Linked DNA regions of Columba livia: region 2 is linked to region 1. A link is a contact called in public Hi-C data. All regions are on one chromosome and are shown on one strand. The core of a region is the stretch at or near the end of the contact, and the rest is flanking DNA. Distances in the headings are between cores, read along the strand shown.

What was found. Hi-C and Micro-C count contacts between places; a contact is called where the count stands out from the background.
Region 2: a Hi-C map of liver shows a contact between it and region 1, with 1.9 times the contacts expected there. The contact joins two enhancer-like sites. A contact is called at or near these places in 2 of 2 Hi-C or Micro-C datasets (crop and liver).

What each region holds. Positions count from the first base shown.
Region 1 is chr5:33,196,366-33,204,202 of bColLiv1.pat.W.v2, reverse strand. No RefSeq gene overlaps it. Among named protein-coding and RNA genes, the nearest start is that of CDIN1, 17 kb to the left of the region's middle. Within about 2 kb of position 5,647, at least 2 of the 3 cell types and tissues checked have an H3K27ac peak away from gene starts, as active enhancers do.
Region 2 is chr5:33,380,647-33,387,884 of bColLiv1.pat.W.v2, reverse strand. No RefSeq gene overlaps it. Among named protein-coding and RNA genes, the nearest start is that of CDIN1, 170 kb to the right of the region's middle. Within about 2 kb of position 4,029, at least 2 of the 3 cell types and tissues checked have an H3K27ac peak away from gene starts, as active enhancers do.

The sequences.
Region 1 (7,837 bases), core at 4,398-6,897:
TTTCTAGTCCATTAAGGACAAGCAGCATATTATGCTCCATTTAATAAAAGATTCACAAGTCACTAGTGTGTAGGATTATTCCAGTACAATTTTGGGGTGTAGATGCAGTTGTCTTTTAAAGATTATGTTATTGTGTTGACTCTCAAACAATTTCTTATGAACTACATTTTAGTCTCACATAAGATCCAAAGGGTTAAACTTTTGACCTGCTTGACATTGATACAAAGCTACAAAACTGTTAGATAGCGAGACCGCTTGGGAATGGCACGGAACTTTCCTGGCTCTACTACAGAAGGAGAGATGGGGAGAAAAATCTATAATTTTTTACCTGTTCTCATAATTTTTGGCCATGCATCAGTAGAAACAAAATTAAGCTGTGGAAGAAATATCTGTGTACGTCTTTCTTTCCTTAAAGCCTTTTGGTTTTATCAACAGTAAAATGGGTAATCGCACATTTTAGTATATTTCAATATCGATTCATCCAGTAACAGCTAGTTAGCTCTTCATTTTTGTGCCTTCACTGTGGAATTAATATGAACTGAAAAAATGAGACCTGTGTTCTGTATGATTAAGTGTGGAGGCTCTGACTTTATTCTAACAACCCATGGGAATTGGTCCAAAAATGTCTATGGGATTTGGTCCAAAAAGCCAATGATCCAAAAGCTACATAGTAGGGCTTTTAAACTTGATACTTAAGCTTTCAAGTTATCTGATTTTCAGTGTACATTGTGTTACTGATACAGCAATATAATATTTTATTCCTAGTTTTGTTATTATTTATAGCTTTAAAAAAATCTTTGTAACTATAAATTTTTTAGGCCTTTTAACAAGTTAGATTCTTACTGGAATTAGAAAAATGGATAAATTTACTTTGGAAGATTCTGCTCAGTTTTTCTGTGTTGGAAAAGAGAAAGAGTATTGGTCTTTACCCTACTTCTAGGCAGCTCAGAAGTGGTTTTCTGTCTTTTACAGTGGATCATGCATTAATACATATAATACTGAGGCAACATTTACCACAGTATGCATTTGTTTTCCTGTAAATATATTCTGTTTCAGAGGGATACCAACTTTTTATGTTCTGAAGCCGAGAAGATGTACATATTTTTGTTATTTCTTTGAAAAGCTTGTATTATCACTGTGCTATGCTTTCAAAAAGAACAGGGTAAAGCAACCTTTGTCTTTTAGAGATAGTTGCAAATGCTGCTTCACTTCTGGAAGGGCTGTTAAACAGATCCTACTGGAAGAGCACCCAGGGGTCTAGTATATATTTGGATATATTAGATACATTCAGATTCCTGAAATATTATTAGAAAAAGAAACCCTACTAGGACTTGTGTAACCATGGGAGATTAACTTCCCAGATAGAGTGGAAAACAAGTGTTACTGTTAATGTCAGGATCCAGTTACACATCTGTGATGGTTAATGTTTTTTCATTGTATTGTCACTAAATTTATAGGCTATGATGTTGTTCTGAAACTTAATTTGTACTGTAATTAAGGCATTTATATATTAAGGTTAAAAAATGTCTAAGGAGAACACAGATGTTATTGAAAAAGAAAATATCAGATACAGGAATAATGTTCTTCAAGGAATGTTCTGGGGGGCTATCTTATTTAATATTTTCATGAATGACACTGGCACAAAAAAATACATGCTGAAGACAAAGTGGTAGGTGTTAGAGCAGACAAGAGATAGAGTTTCATGCAAAAACACCTTACTGCTGGGTAGTAAACATGTAGTAATACAAAATGGGATGAAAGTCTATAATATGAGGTGAAAATAACAAGAATTCCTGCTACAAATTACACTTTTTTGATTGTAAACATACAAAGAGCTGGAGTTTCTTATGGATGTGATGTATTTATAGTAAAAATGGTTGAGTTTTACTTCCACTGTACCAGAGCTTGGTACGTCCGAACATCACCTGTAATACCACAGTGCATTTCTTGTCAGCTTTCAGTAAATAGGAGCCAAACTGAGATGGGTGCAGCTGAACAGAGTTAGGTACAGCCTCAAGGAAATGAAAGAGCTTATGTTGCTCAGTCTAGTAAAACAAAGACTGGGAGGTGGTACTGTAGTTACCTGTGAAAACATAAGTGGGTGATAAACTGCAAGGCAGGTAAAAGTCCTGTATAAAATAAATGGCAGTTATCAAAAGAACAGATTACTATAAACTGGGCCATTATTAAATGTGAACTGAAAAATTATGCTTCTACCTGTAAAATGAATGAGGTATTGGAGCTGCCTCAGGAATAGATGAAACAACCTAGGTAGTTTCCCCTACAAAGTTTAAATTTATAAAAGGATTTGTAAGATGTGGTTACCTAAGTTAATTTGAGACTAGGTACTTTCAGCTCTGGGTGGGTGGGACATACCTTGGTTTCTTATTCGCTACATATGCATTTTTTTCTTACAGTCTCTCTCTATTTCAGTAGATAAATGCCACTCAACAATATTTCATAAATACCATGAATAATTATGTACAATCTAAATGTATTTCCAGGCAAAACATAGAGAGCTACTCAATGCTGTTACATTCGTTTCCTACTGCACAACTCTTCTCTGGCCCTCAATGAAATGTAATCCCTATTGTTTGATTTACTAACTGTACTTATCCATTTCTCATTTTATTGTTAAGTGCTTAGGTCCACTGACTGATCAAAATTTATTTCTTTCATAGTATTTGCCTTGCTTTGTGCAAGAAACTCATCGTGAAAAGAAATAGAAAAGACAACAGGAGTCTTCTTCCTCTGGTTGTCCAGAGTTCTCTGTTGTGCATGAACCTGGAACTCCTCTTCAGAGAGTGATTTTTTCTTCATTCATGTTCAGTGAATGTATGTTTGGAAAAACAACCTTTTTTTTTTTTTCTCCCCCAATAAATAAGTAAATTAAACATTTTAAATTATTAAGATTTAGAGCTACATTTAAAAGCTTACTGGTTGTGATTAAAAAAACCTTCTGAAATACAGAAAATTTCTCCTTAAATTTCAGTATTCTGAAAGCAGAATGAATCTGAAGTTTTGTTATGCCATAATTTGCCTTTTAATTGTCTCACATTTTTAGTTCGGTTGTTAAAGGACCTGACTTTAAAGAAATACAAGAGGAGGTCTGTAGATAGAAGTATTATCTTTTATTAGACCAGTTGGAATATTTGGAAAAGTTAGGCTTGGAGGCACACAAGCCTCTCTTCCATGAGTGAAATAGAAACAAAATAAAAAGTTGAGAACAGTTGCTCAGAGGTGGCAGCCGTATATCAAATCACCCATCTTTAAAAGAAAAGCAGGTGGTACTTGTGGATGAGATAGGATGATGTGGGGCAGGAGGAGAAAAGGAGAAAAAGACAGAGATACTTACACTCTGGGGAAAAAAGGCATGGTTTGGGGCATGTGAAACACACTGGAAAGAAGAGAAATTAAAATGTACTATAAACCTGCTCACTTACATCCATGATTTTTGGCATCCAGTAGAGTTCTGAGTTTTGCTTACCAAAATTTCAAAGATTTTGTAGGTTTTACCTGAGCATAGGGGCATAGTATGTGAGCAAGCAGAAAGGAAGGAATGAGAGATCAGAAACAGTGGCTAGTAAGAGGTGTTCACAGTAGTTTTTACCTTTATAAACCATCAATTCGCTCCGTATGTAGTTTTGGCTTAGTTTTACATACATCATAGCTGTTGTGTTGTCAAGCTACTGGAATAAACTGTATTATATTCCTGAAATGGAGTTGCAGAATTGAAAGATAGTGGTGGTTCTGTTAAGAGATTATTTACTACAGTAATTATAGAGATATGTCTCCAGATTTTACATTTCTTGCTCAAACACGATCTTCATCCATTCAGTGTCTTTGGACTGTACCTAGGATGTTTCTGAAGCCAGAGACTGTTAGAAGTCCAAGGTGGTTCTTGAAAGACAAGACCAAGTGGCATCTTCTTCTAGAATTACTTATAATTGGTTAAGGTGGTTCTTTGGATGGTATCACAGGATTTTTCTTCAGAGTGAATGGGATGGCATCTGAGGATGCCTGATTTTTGTGTGTGTGTTTCAGACAGTTGCAAGTTTATGGAGTTAAATTTGTTAGTCTGTGGTTTTCTGTGCATTTTAGTTTGTAGATTACCATCTTTGATATTGACCTTAATACCTAAGAAGGGATCTCGGTACAGGAGAATTTCAAAGACAGTCTGACAATAGAGTCATGATTATTGAATTTATGATTGCAATTAGTGAGGAAATCCAGTTTTCTACTCATGATGATGAAGATGTTATTCATACATTTTATGCCATATGGACCTGGTGGTACATATCTAATGCTGAGCAGGTTTTTTTTCTATTTAGCTTTGAAAGCTGCTGCTGTCTAGACATGAAGAAGGGTTCATGTGCCCAAAAGTTTATCTGGCATGTTCAACAGTGCCATCTGCCCTAGTGTTGCTTCCGTCCTTAGACCATCTTGGTTACAACAAAGTGCTGTGGGAGAAATAAAACCTTTTTGCCTGTCAAGCCTCTTTTTTCTTAGTTTATCTGCACTCAAGCTGACCTTTGCTAGCTCTGTTTCTAATTCTCCTCATATACTCATTTTTAGTAGGGGATATATGTTGTAAGTAACCAAGGTCACATTTCTGAGCCCTTGTATGTTAACCCAATGATTTCTAGCCTGCTTTAATCCTTTCCTACACCAGCAGCTGTAGTAATAAGGGTCAAGGGGCTGCTAGGGATTGAGGTTGTTAGCTTTTGGGTTGTATTTATTCATTTTGTTGGTGTTTTTCACTGATCGGTCTTAATGGATATTACCCATTCGGTTGTATGGTATTAGAACAACATTTGACCTTTCAAACATGAATGATTTTAAAGTTTATTTTACTTTGACTGTAAACTTGGTGCTGCTTTTTAGATATGGAAATAATTTGTCTTTAATTTCATTGTGTTGTGAACTGTCTGTCTATTGGGTTGAATACCTCAACATTAATGTGTATAAACTCAGATCTCACTGAAAGAATGGAAAAACTCCACTGTTTTCAATGAAACGTTTTAGGGATCTCTTTGTTATAATTTAATGAGAAAGGACTTGGATCCTTATTGTTTGCAAGAAGTAAACTGCTAGGTTTTATACTGCTGCCTAAACCAGTAGCTTTATCGTTGCTTCAGCATATAGTTGTGTTGTAGTCATATTTGTTTGGCAGAACCATCAGAGTACACAGCCTGAATCTTTGGTTCTATTCCTATTTTGTAGATGTAGCGAAATAGTGAATACACATTATTACATAAAATAAAAGAAAAATAGATTTAATGTTCGTCAGTTTGAGTCTTTAGCTTCTCCAGTATAAATGCAAAGCTAAACTGTTAGATTCTTTTCTGCTCCGGTTTCCACCACTACTGCCCAAGGAAAGGTAAAGACATTAGACATTGGAACATAACCTGAAATTTGACAAATTCGTGCTTTTATGAACCTAAGTAGAAACAGCCCATCAGATGGTAGACGTCTCACTGACTGTGTCATGCTTTTAGCATTCTTTCTTCTCTTGTAGGTAAAATATTTTGGTTTATGCTTTAATATTTGAAACATTCTCAGCTGCTACTGGTGATAAGCAGCTGCTGCACAGTGAGGAGGAAAGAGTTTATCATATTTGGTGTTGCTTTCAGTGATATAGATGCTTGCTCACTAGCTATTGTACTGAGATCAGCTAACTCGTTTCATTAAAAGGTCCTTTAGGTGGTAGTTATATTTGGTTACCACTGTGTTGATGTGGATCTGAACCAGAAACACAGAAGTGAAAGGCTTTCTATCCTACTAACAATTTCCTGAGCCTTCCATTCTCCTATATTAAGAGGAGTTTTTATAGAGTGGAAAAATGCTCCATCGTAAAGCTGTAAGGTTAAAACTGCAGCCCCTCTTCCTTTCCCAACACTCCTTAAACTATGGATCTTGTTTGCTATGGGAAGTGAACTGCAGGAGGAAGCCAGATGGCAGCTGTATTGAGCTGCTGCTTTGTTGTGCAGGATGGGTGCCCCTCCTCCCTTCTCCAAAGCAAATGTTGATTCACGAATGAGGGGTTTATATATCTGAATGAGGGATTCAGATGATTTTTTAAATGTCTGCTCTTTTAATAGTTTACAAAAGTAATTCATCCAGTGTTCATAATAAGAAACAGTTTGAGATGTGTATGTGGCAAAGTTGTATAATTTTTAAGATGAACTTTGCAAAATTATACACATAGCCATGGTTATTTTATTGCTTTCTGTTAAACTGCCCAAAGTGCTGTACCAGCACAGCATGCTTCTTGTAAAACATATTCTGAAGAGAAAAATTGTTTTATGTATTTTTTAAAGTAAAATATGATTATTTGGTCAGTAATGGACTAAAACCCCAGAAAGTATTGAAGTATTTTTAAATTAACTAACTGCCAGCAAGAGAACATTTATTAAATTATAAGATGAAGTCGTATTGTATAGGTGTGATTTGCATCATAGAATCTGCACCGAATCTCTACATTTGTTAAAATTCTACAACACCGCAAGGTTAGTCCTCAAGGCTGTTTTGTTTTGTTTTGTTTTTTTTTCTTTATTTGCATTTGTACATGAATGAAAATTGTGCATAAGTCCATATACTTTTTAGCTCTTGGCAGGCCTGTTTGATTGTCATTATATTTGTAATGCAGAATATTTAAGAGGTTCAAATTTCCAAGGGTGCCAAACTGGATCTTCAGCTAAGACCATGCATGTACATAGTATAAGGTTTGTAGAATAATTAACTAGAACTTTGTTACTTTCACTGATTACAAAGATCATCTTCTTGTGAATCCAAGAACAATGAATAGTTGTAATGAGAGGAGCACACCATAAGCACTCTTTTCTAAATATCCAGTGCTGAATTTTCTCTGGCACAGTTATCAACAGCATGTTCCAGGCTTTGTCTTTTGCCATAAACTGCATTCTAAGCACAATGGAAATACCACAGAAACGTAAAAATTAGGGAATTCTGTTATTAACAAGCTGCATTTTTAACCACCATGGGGGATTTATTTAGGCTGTCTAGTGTGCAGAATGTGTTTTTTAATGTAAATAGCTACTGAGAAAAAATTCAAATCCTCAGATGAATGTCAGAAATGAGCCTTAGCAAAATATTTTTAAGAATATATACCAAATAAAGTAATGTGGTTTTTCCTGCTCTTTTATTCTTCTCTTTCTTGATGTCTTTCTCTCCTTCTAATGTCAGTTTATATATTTTATAATGCAGATATAAGATGAGAGAAAATGAGGGAATAACTCTGTAATGCAGGTGGAAACAGTTAAAAGAACTGGGTTGGAATGTTAAAACTGATATTCCTCCGTCTCAACATACCACATTAAAAAGTAGTTTGGGTTGCCTGGCATCTTCATGACTAGTAATATAAGTAAATATCAGCAGTATTCAGAATCATTCAGAGTTGATGTGCATATGGTTTATATATAAATAAAAATAAATAAATAAGTATGCATTAAAAGTCTTTGTGCATATTACAGATACATAATATGCAGACATATATGTTGAAATCTATGTTTTACATCAAACCTCTACAGTATGCTTCATGAGGGAGACAAGACCCATGTGTTTTGCAGAAGCTTTTAAAGCTGTTTCATTTATTTTATTAGCCTTTAATGAATGTAATTAGAACCCAAGTAATTAAATGCAATTGTGCTCAGTATGTTCCTGTTGTAAATTGCCCTAAACAATGTGCATGGTGTGAACAAATTTGTGGGATTAATAGAGGATAGATAATGTTTTTGGATAGTATTTCACACTAAACGGCCGCAGAGAGAAACAAAGAAGCTGGCGCAGTGTCATTAATCTTAGTCAACTGGCAGTT
Region 2 (7,238 bases), core at 2,780-5,279, 190 kb before region 1:
TGAGGAGGACATGTTCCGTAAAAGTCCCTCTCCCTTCTCAAAAATCTCGGAGGGGACTGTGCGGACGGGTGCGGTGTGATGCGCGGAGGGGTGCGGTGGGATGCCCGCGGGACGGGCTGGGCTGGGCTGGGCTGGCACCGGTGTCGCGCCCGCACCGCTGCGGGCGAGAGACAGTGACCGGCCTGCCTGCCCCTCACACATCGTGCGGAGCTGCTCAAACGATCTTTCTGTAAGCCGACGTAGCGCTGCTAAAGGAATATGTCCGGTCCTGGTGGAGACCTTACATATCTGTAGGCATCTGCTTACAGAGATGACTACAAGTTAACACTGGGGCGTAACTGGAAGCCGGAATAGGGCTTGCAGAGACTTTTTTTTTTTTTTTTTCCCCCAGAATATTTGTCTTTACAGGCTACTGCCAAGTAAAATCCCCATCAGAAGGTTGATCCTGAACCCATTTACACGGGGTTAATTCCTCGAGCCACAGGAGAGTTCGTCCCCGGGCCGTGAGATCAGAAATAGGCCCCTATCACCTGGTTTTGTCCGAGACGTGTTTAAAATTCCTTAAATTAGCTCCATGAAGAACCAGGGCAAACTCCTTTGATTAAAGCGACTGTCAGATTCTTCGAGATTAGGAGAGAGAAAACGCAGAGTAGGATGTATTTATTATTTATACTATAGTCCACTGTGAACAGTTGGAAGGAGAGGATTAGAGAGCGTGTTTGAAAGAGAGACAGAGAAAGAGAGAGAGAGAGATGTAACACTCCCGGTGGTTTGGACCAAGCTCCTTCATTTCTCCCCCTTTCTGAGCTTCCCTTGCAGCCACCCCAGCTGTGCTCCCTAAACCGGGGGCCACCAGCTCCTCCTCCCGCTCGCTGCGCCGGCAATCAGCGTCCCGCGTCACTTCATTAACGGCCCGACATTAGTAATCCGATCTCCCTGATTTTCACTCAAGTTTTATATTGTTCTGGTTGAGGCTGGTGCGTGGCACTGAACACAGCTAGTCCTTGGGAAAAAAGAAAGGGGGGGGGGCTTTCCACTTTCAGGCTTGTGTGTGTTTAGAAATGCAGGGTAAGGGAGCAAAACAAAGCCATAATCTAGTTCTCGCCGAGTAATTTACTTTAGGACCTCACTTTAATGGGGACGGGGCATCTCAGCCCTTGTATTTGACTGGAGCGGAGGTGAGGGGAGCCTTATTTTTTTCTGCGGCTCCGGCTCCCCAGTTAGGAAACATTTTCAAATCTATGAGCCTTGAATGGAGAAATACTCGCTGCTAATATGGGACATAGACGAGTGGCAAAAAACCTGAATGGAAACTGTGCGGTAGCTTTGGGAGAAACTAACGATGTGCTTCAGCTCTTGCCATTGCAGGAAAGGAGAGGGGGGGAAACCCCTTCTGATTAATAACTAGCAGGGTAATGTTGAGGGCTTTTTCTGCCCGATTGCCTTTTTGAATTAGAGCCGATTTCTTCACACTTCAATAGGGCCTGTCTCTTTTAAAATGACTGGCAGATTTGTTTCTCCTTTTTTCTTTCCCTGAGACTTAATGATGTAAATTTTCTAATTAGTTAAATCACGTTGCTTAAAGGCCTTAATATTTACCGGGCAAGGAATTATAGTCGCTTTCGGATCTCTCGAAATAACCAGCGAAATAACATTAGGATTTTTAGGAGGGAGGGGGGAACAGTGGAGGGGGGGCTAAGTTGGGGAAATATCACGTAAAACGAGAGCTAAAGTTCAGCCCGGAGCTTCTTCCCTCCTCCCCCACGCCCCCGAACCCGCTTTTATTTTTCAATCAGCTAAGATTTAATTAGGAGCCCCCAGGCCGGACGATCTGATATTTTCTCATTAGTTTCCCATCAGTAATCTTGAGTGTTAGATTGGCTTAAAGGTTGTCAACATTTGACCAATTTTATTTAAGGCAAAGAAATCACGCATTATAGCTCCGGGACCCGAGATCGGAAAATAAATCCTGCCCGGATCAGCGGAACTAACAGGCGAAAAAAATGTTGACAATTCATCGTTGTATTTAATAAGTTGCATAATGTATAGTACACACACGCACACGCACGCACACGCAGGGGGAGAGGCACGGGGACACCCGTGCGGCGGAGCGCGTGCACGGGGCGTCCAGCGCCCGGGAACACGCACAGCTGGACGGAGGGCTGTGACGCTGTGCTAGTGTGTGTGTATGTGTGTGTGTGTACACGCGTGTGTCTTGTGTGTATACGCGTGTTCGTGGGCGGGCGCGCGGCGCGGCGGCGCGAGCTCCCAGGCGCAACGTCGGAGCGCCCCCTGCTGGCCGCACCTGGCACCGCCGCGGAGGAGCCCTCCGCCCGCGCTGCGCGCTTCCCTGCGCGCCGGTGTGTAGGGTAGATGCGCGGCTCAAGGGGCGCGCAAGCAGCGGGGCGCGCCCGCGCCCACTTCTGCGTACAGACCGCAGGTGACAGGGAAGCGCCTCCGCTGGCCCGCGCCTGCCTTTGAGCCTGGGAGGACCGTAACATAAACTGTTTACTAAACTGTCCTTTTCCTTTCTTTGGGAGCGCAGAGCTGCTGATAGCGGCTACGGGCGGCTGATAAGGAGGATAAACAGCTTTTGTAGCCCCCGCCGTTTACTTGGCGTCTCGCTTGGCAGCGCGCATGGGGAGGACGGGGGTCCCACGCCTGCTCCACGCGGGCAGCGCGACCCTGCTCGCCCCACGGGCCCTGCGGCAAGGCGGGCCGTGCTCGGGGGCCTCCACCCGAGCTTGGCTCTCCGCTCCCCGGCACCCCGCACGGCCTCCACTGCGCGCTTGGCCGCAGGCGCGTAGCAAAGCAACTGGGGGGAATGAAAAGGGCAATAAACCATTGCCAAATGGGTGTCACATGACCCCGGTAATTTATAGGTAAGCCCGCAGTTTTATGTTTATTGAAAACACGACAGAAGGGTAAAACCAACTGATCTGCCGCGATTTCACCCCAGACTTTTTTCCTCAGAGAGAGGTGGCTATTCCGCACCCTCCTCCGCCGTCCATGCTCTCACCGGCGCCTCCGCGGAGGACAGGGGAAAGCGGCCGGGCAGGAGCGCGGGGTACGCAGAGCCCGGCGCGGCTCCACAGCGCTGCGAGCCCGGCCCGGTCCCGGCCGCGACCCCGTGGGGAGGCGGGCCGGGGCGGAGGTGTGCGGGAGAGCGCTGCCGCCGCCGCCCACCGCGGGGTCCGGCCCTGGCGACGGGAGCCGCGCTGAGCGCCCGTGGGTGCCGGCCCGGCGGAAGGCTCCGCTCTGGCTGGGGCAGCGCGGGGTGCGCAGCGAGGGCAGAGCTCTGCTCGTCAGCCGCAAATACAATCATGAATCGCCCGCGTTTGAAAAGGCAACCTAGTCTCTTTGTACACCAGGATACCACAGTTACATATTTATGGTTTAAAGGGTTATTTTGCCCATTAAAAAAAAATGGCACAAAACCAGCACTCAAACCTGCATCTAGTCCTGTTTGTTCAGGGCTGTGCCTAGACAGAGTCCAGCCAAAACAATGCTTTGCAGAAGATCTGCCTTGCTCGGCCAAAAGAGTAGTTGCTCAAATTTATTTTCTTTCACAAAATGTGCGTGTAAGGAAACGGGGGAGAATGGAAGAGAATATCAGAATATCAGAAGATACCTTTCTTGAAACAAAGGCAAGGGGAATAATCTCAGTTGCAGATCCCATCAGGCAGAGACCAGATAACAATATTTATAGGAAGGCATTCAAAAATACGATGCGCTTAAATAACAACAACAAATGCTTACTACAGTCGCTACAGCACAGCTTAATAAAAAATTAGCCTTACTGACAGTCTTGTCAACATCTTAAGTAAATTATCATAGCGATGGTCTTTGGAGAAGAGAACCCACACTCCTTGCTAAAACACCTCCTATCATTAATCTTAAACCACTTGAAGATTATGATGGAAAGAATGGGATCAGTAACCATTATCATCTCAAATTGCTGTTAAAAACTCCTATGTTTATTTTTGCAACCAAAGCGAATGTAACTGGGAAATGCAGAAAAGGGAAGAAAGGAAAACACGAGAAAGGCAGAACAATTGAGGCGAATCCTGTTGCAACCCCGATGATAAACACATGGAAAAAGCTGTTACTGCTCTGTGGATTGCTGGAATTTGGGTAGACATTAGAAAAATAAACAAAGCGATGGCTCCGCACCAGCTCTGTAAGTGCATCGGTGCACGCAATGAAAGGTAACTTCTTAAAATTAATTGTATTTTCCTGAATATTCAGTATATGACTTTATTTACATCGATCATTTGATAAAGATCAAAACTATTAAAAATGTACTTGTACCTTTCACTATTCATATCGGAAAATAAATTCATTTTGACCTTTTTTGACTGTATTTTTGTATGCATTGCATGATTTCCCAATAATCGTCGGAATAAAGTCTATAGTATAATTTTATGAGGATCCGACATACTCGAAATATTTGCTCAGAGTGAAACCTTTTCAGAAGCGACCTGTGATTTTTATTGTAGTCTCTCCTGGTAGAATATCATCCCTCTTTGAAATGCATTTTTACAGCCTAAAAAATAATATATATATATATTTTTTTCCCCTCTCCTTCCCCCCCCCCGTGTTAAACTGCTTCCAGGATTTGGCAAAGAAGGGAGAATCTCCTGATTTAGGGACATTCGATCTGAAATGTTATCCACGGACCTTTACACCTTCAGTGAATCCACAAATCGATGTGAGCTGTGCACATGTCTGAATACAATCAAACACAGGTTTTTGAAGTTATTCTTTCAAAATGTAGAAGTTTACATGAAGCCTTTAAACAGCGCGATGCTCCCCGGCCAGATTCCTCCCACCCCCCTTCTCCGAAGTCAAAAGAAAGGGTGCCAGTAAACCGGGGCGTTGCAAATTAAAATAAACCAAACAATTATTGTCCCCTAGCTGAGCTGCATCTTCCTGTTGTTTCCGCGATGATTCATTTCGGCAGCGGTGAACCAGAGGCAGAGGCTGGCGGCTCTTCCCCCTCCGACGGGGGCGACAGGGGATTTGCTCCCGGAGCCAGGCTCGGCCGTGGGGCGCTGCGCGGGGCGCGCAGGTAGGCGCGGCGGGAGCGGGAGCCGGAGCCGGAACCGCGCTGCCCGCTCCCCCGCCGCGGCCCCGCAGTGACCCCAGCCCGGGGCTGCGGAGAGGTGAGAGGTGACGCTGCGAGCCAGCGCAGACCTGGCCCTTTTAAAGCCACAGCTAATCAGTCCTTTACTAAATTAAAATATAGGAACCAGAAGGGAAGCAATTTCGTTGTAAAGAATTACCACGCGCGCTCCGAGAACGGAATAGCATTGAAATGAGGACGGTGCTCCCTGCGACGGAGACATTTGTCACCCAGGAGCAGTTCGGCTAAGATAAACTATAAAATTATACGCAACACTATATAGATCCAATAGATCTGTACGTGTTGTGTGTATTCCACGCACAATAAAATAAGGTTACTGAGTAGTTGAAAAACTTCATCGCCATAAACTATCCAGCGGGATGGTGGTTCTAGGACAGTAGGCATCGGGTGGTTAGTTGTCCACCTAGCTAAAGACTCAGAACTTCATTATAATATGGGAAGAAATTGAAGTGGAAAAAAGTGACATTTTTTCCTGTCAATTAATTTGTCTTCGATTTCAAGTTGTTATTTAGTCTCTGTAAGTAAAGGAAAAAAGGGAACTCACTATAGTATAGCGGGTGTGTGCCAGTGTGTGTGTACGTGTGTGTATATGCATCATACACATATACTACGATGGTATGTGCGTGTAAGCTGAGCACGTGAACTGGCCCACACACAGTGGAAAATGGTGGCAGTTCCATTTTTCCTCTTTAATTAGGAAATATTCCTTGATTGTCTTGGCACCCATTACTTTTTAATAACTCCATAGAATCGGAAGAAGAAGAATAAATGTCTGCTGCAAGTAATCTACTATAAAGCAATTATTTTACTAGCTTAATATGCAATTGCAAGTACAACACAGTAACGGCCGTGAACGAGACGCAAAGGGAAAAATTAAAAAGTAAAAGTACTAGAGGAAAGATAATATTCGACAGTATGTATACTTCAGTGAGTCGCTAAAAGAAATACCTTGCTTCGAGAACAAAGCTCTGTTATAGCTAGATTACAAAGCAACTTTCTTTTCCCATGTGTTACAGGCAGAAAAATACTGGTTTTGGAAGACTGCGAGCCAGTATAATCAATTTAGGCGCGGAGATCACAGATCTGAGGGAGACGGAAATGATTGATTTCGCCAGAAAACACTTCCCTGACGCATCCCACGAGCAGCCTCCACCCAAGGCAGGTAAGCTGCTGTGTGAAACTATTTTTAACTGAACAAAAGACTGAGCAAACAGCTGACGTCAGGGAGCAGCATCCCCGGAGAGGGGCGGCGGTGCGTGGCTGCCGGGCTGCCCGCCTCTGCCCAACACCGCCCGCCCCGCTCCGGTCCCGGCGCCCCCCGCCAGTGGCCCGGCCCGCGGCCTCGCCCACCACCGCTCCCGTTGGAGCGCAGCGGCGGCAGTCCCGGGAAAAGGGGGTAGTCGTCCGCCAGGACCGGGGCAGGCCTGAGGCTGCGGGGATGGCGGAGGGGTGACAAAGAGCAGGTACGGCGCCCGCTGGGGCAGGTCAGAGGCGCTCTCCTGCTGCAGCCGATCTGCAACTTCTTCCCGTGGTTTTTAAAAGCAGAGGTTGCTTTCATCATAGGAGAGCTCGCTGTGTTTACCTGCAAGGCACCCACACTTGAGGCACTCGGCAAGCGGGCACTGCTCCCGGCAGACTGGGCGCGGGGGCCGGCGGGGACCAGCGCACCCGTGGGCTCGGGGATAAAGCGGGGATGCTGACCCCCCAACCTCCCCCCATCCCTGTGGTCCAAACTGCTGCTGTGATGTGAACGTGAATAAACACTAGAAACGCTGCAAGTTCAGCGGTCAGGAGAAGCGTAAGGCTGGCTTTATCGTCAGCCTTACTCACGGGAGTCTCGAAGGCGACCGGCCGCTGTTCCGTGACAAACTGCCCCGCTGCACAACACCGGGGTACGCGCCCCTCCGGTACCGGCAGGGGAAGCTCTGGCCCTCGCCTCTTCCCAGTGACCGTCGATTTAAGCAATCCGCCAGCGGGCCACCTTGTCCCTCTGTTTTAAACACCTATCCTTCGCCTTTCCTTTCCTCGACCCCCGACCCCGCCCAGCCTCCCTCCACAGCGGCGGGGCTCGGCCGCGGCACTGGGCGGCCTG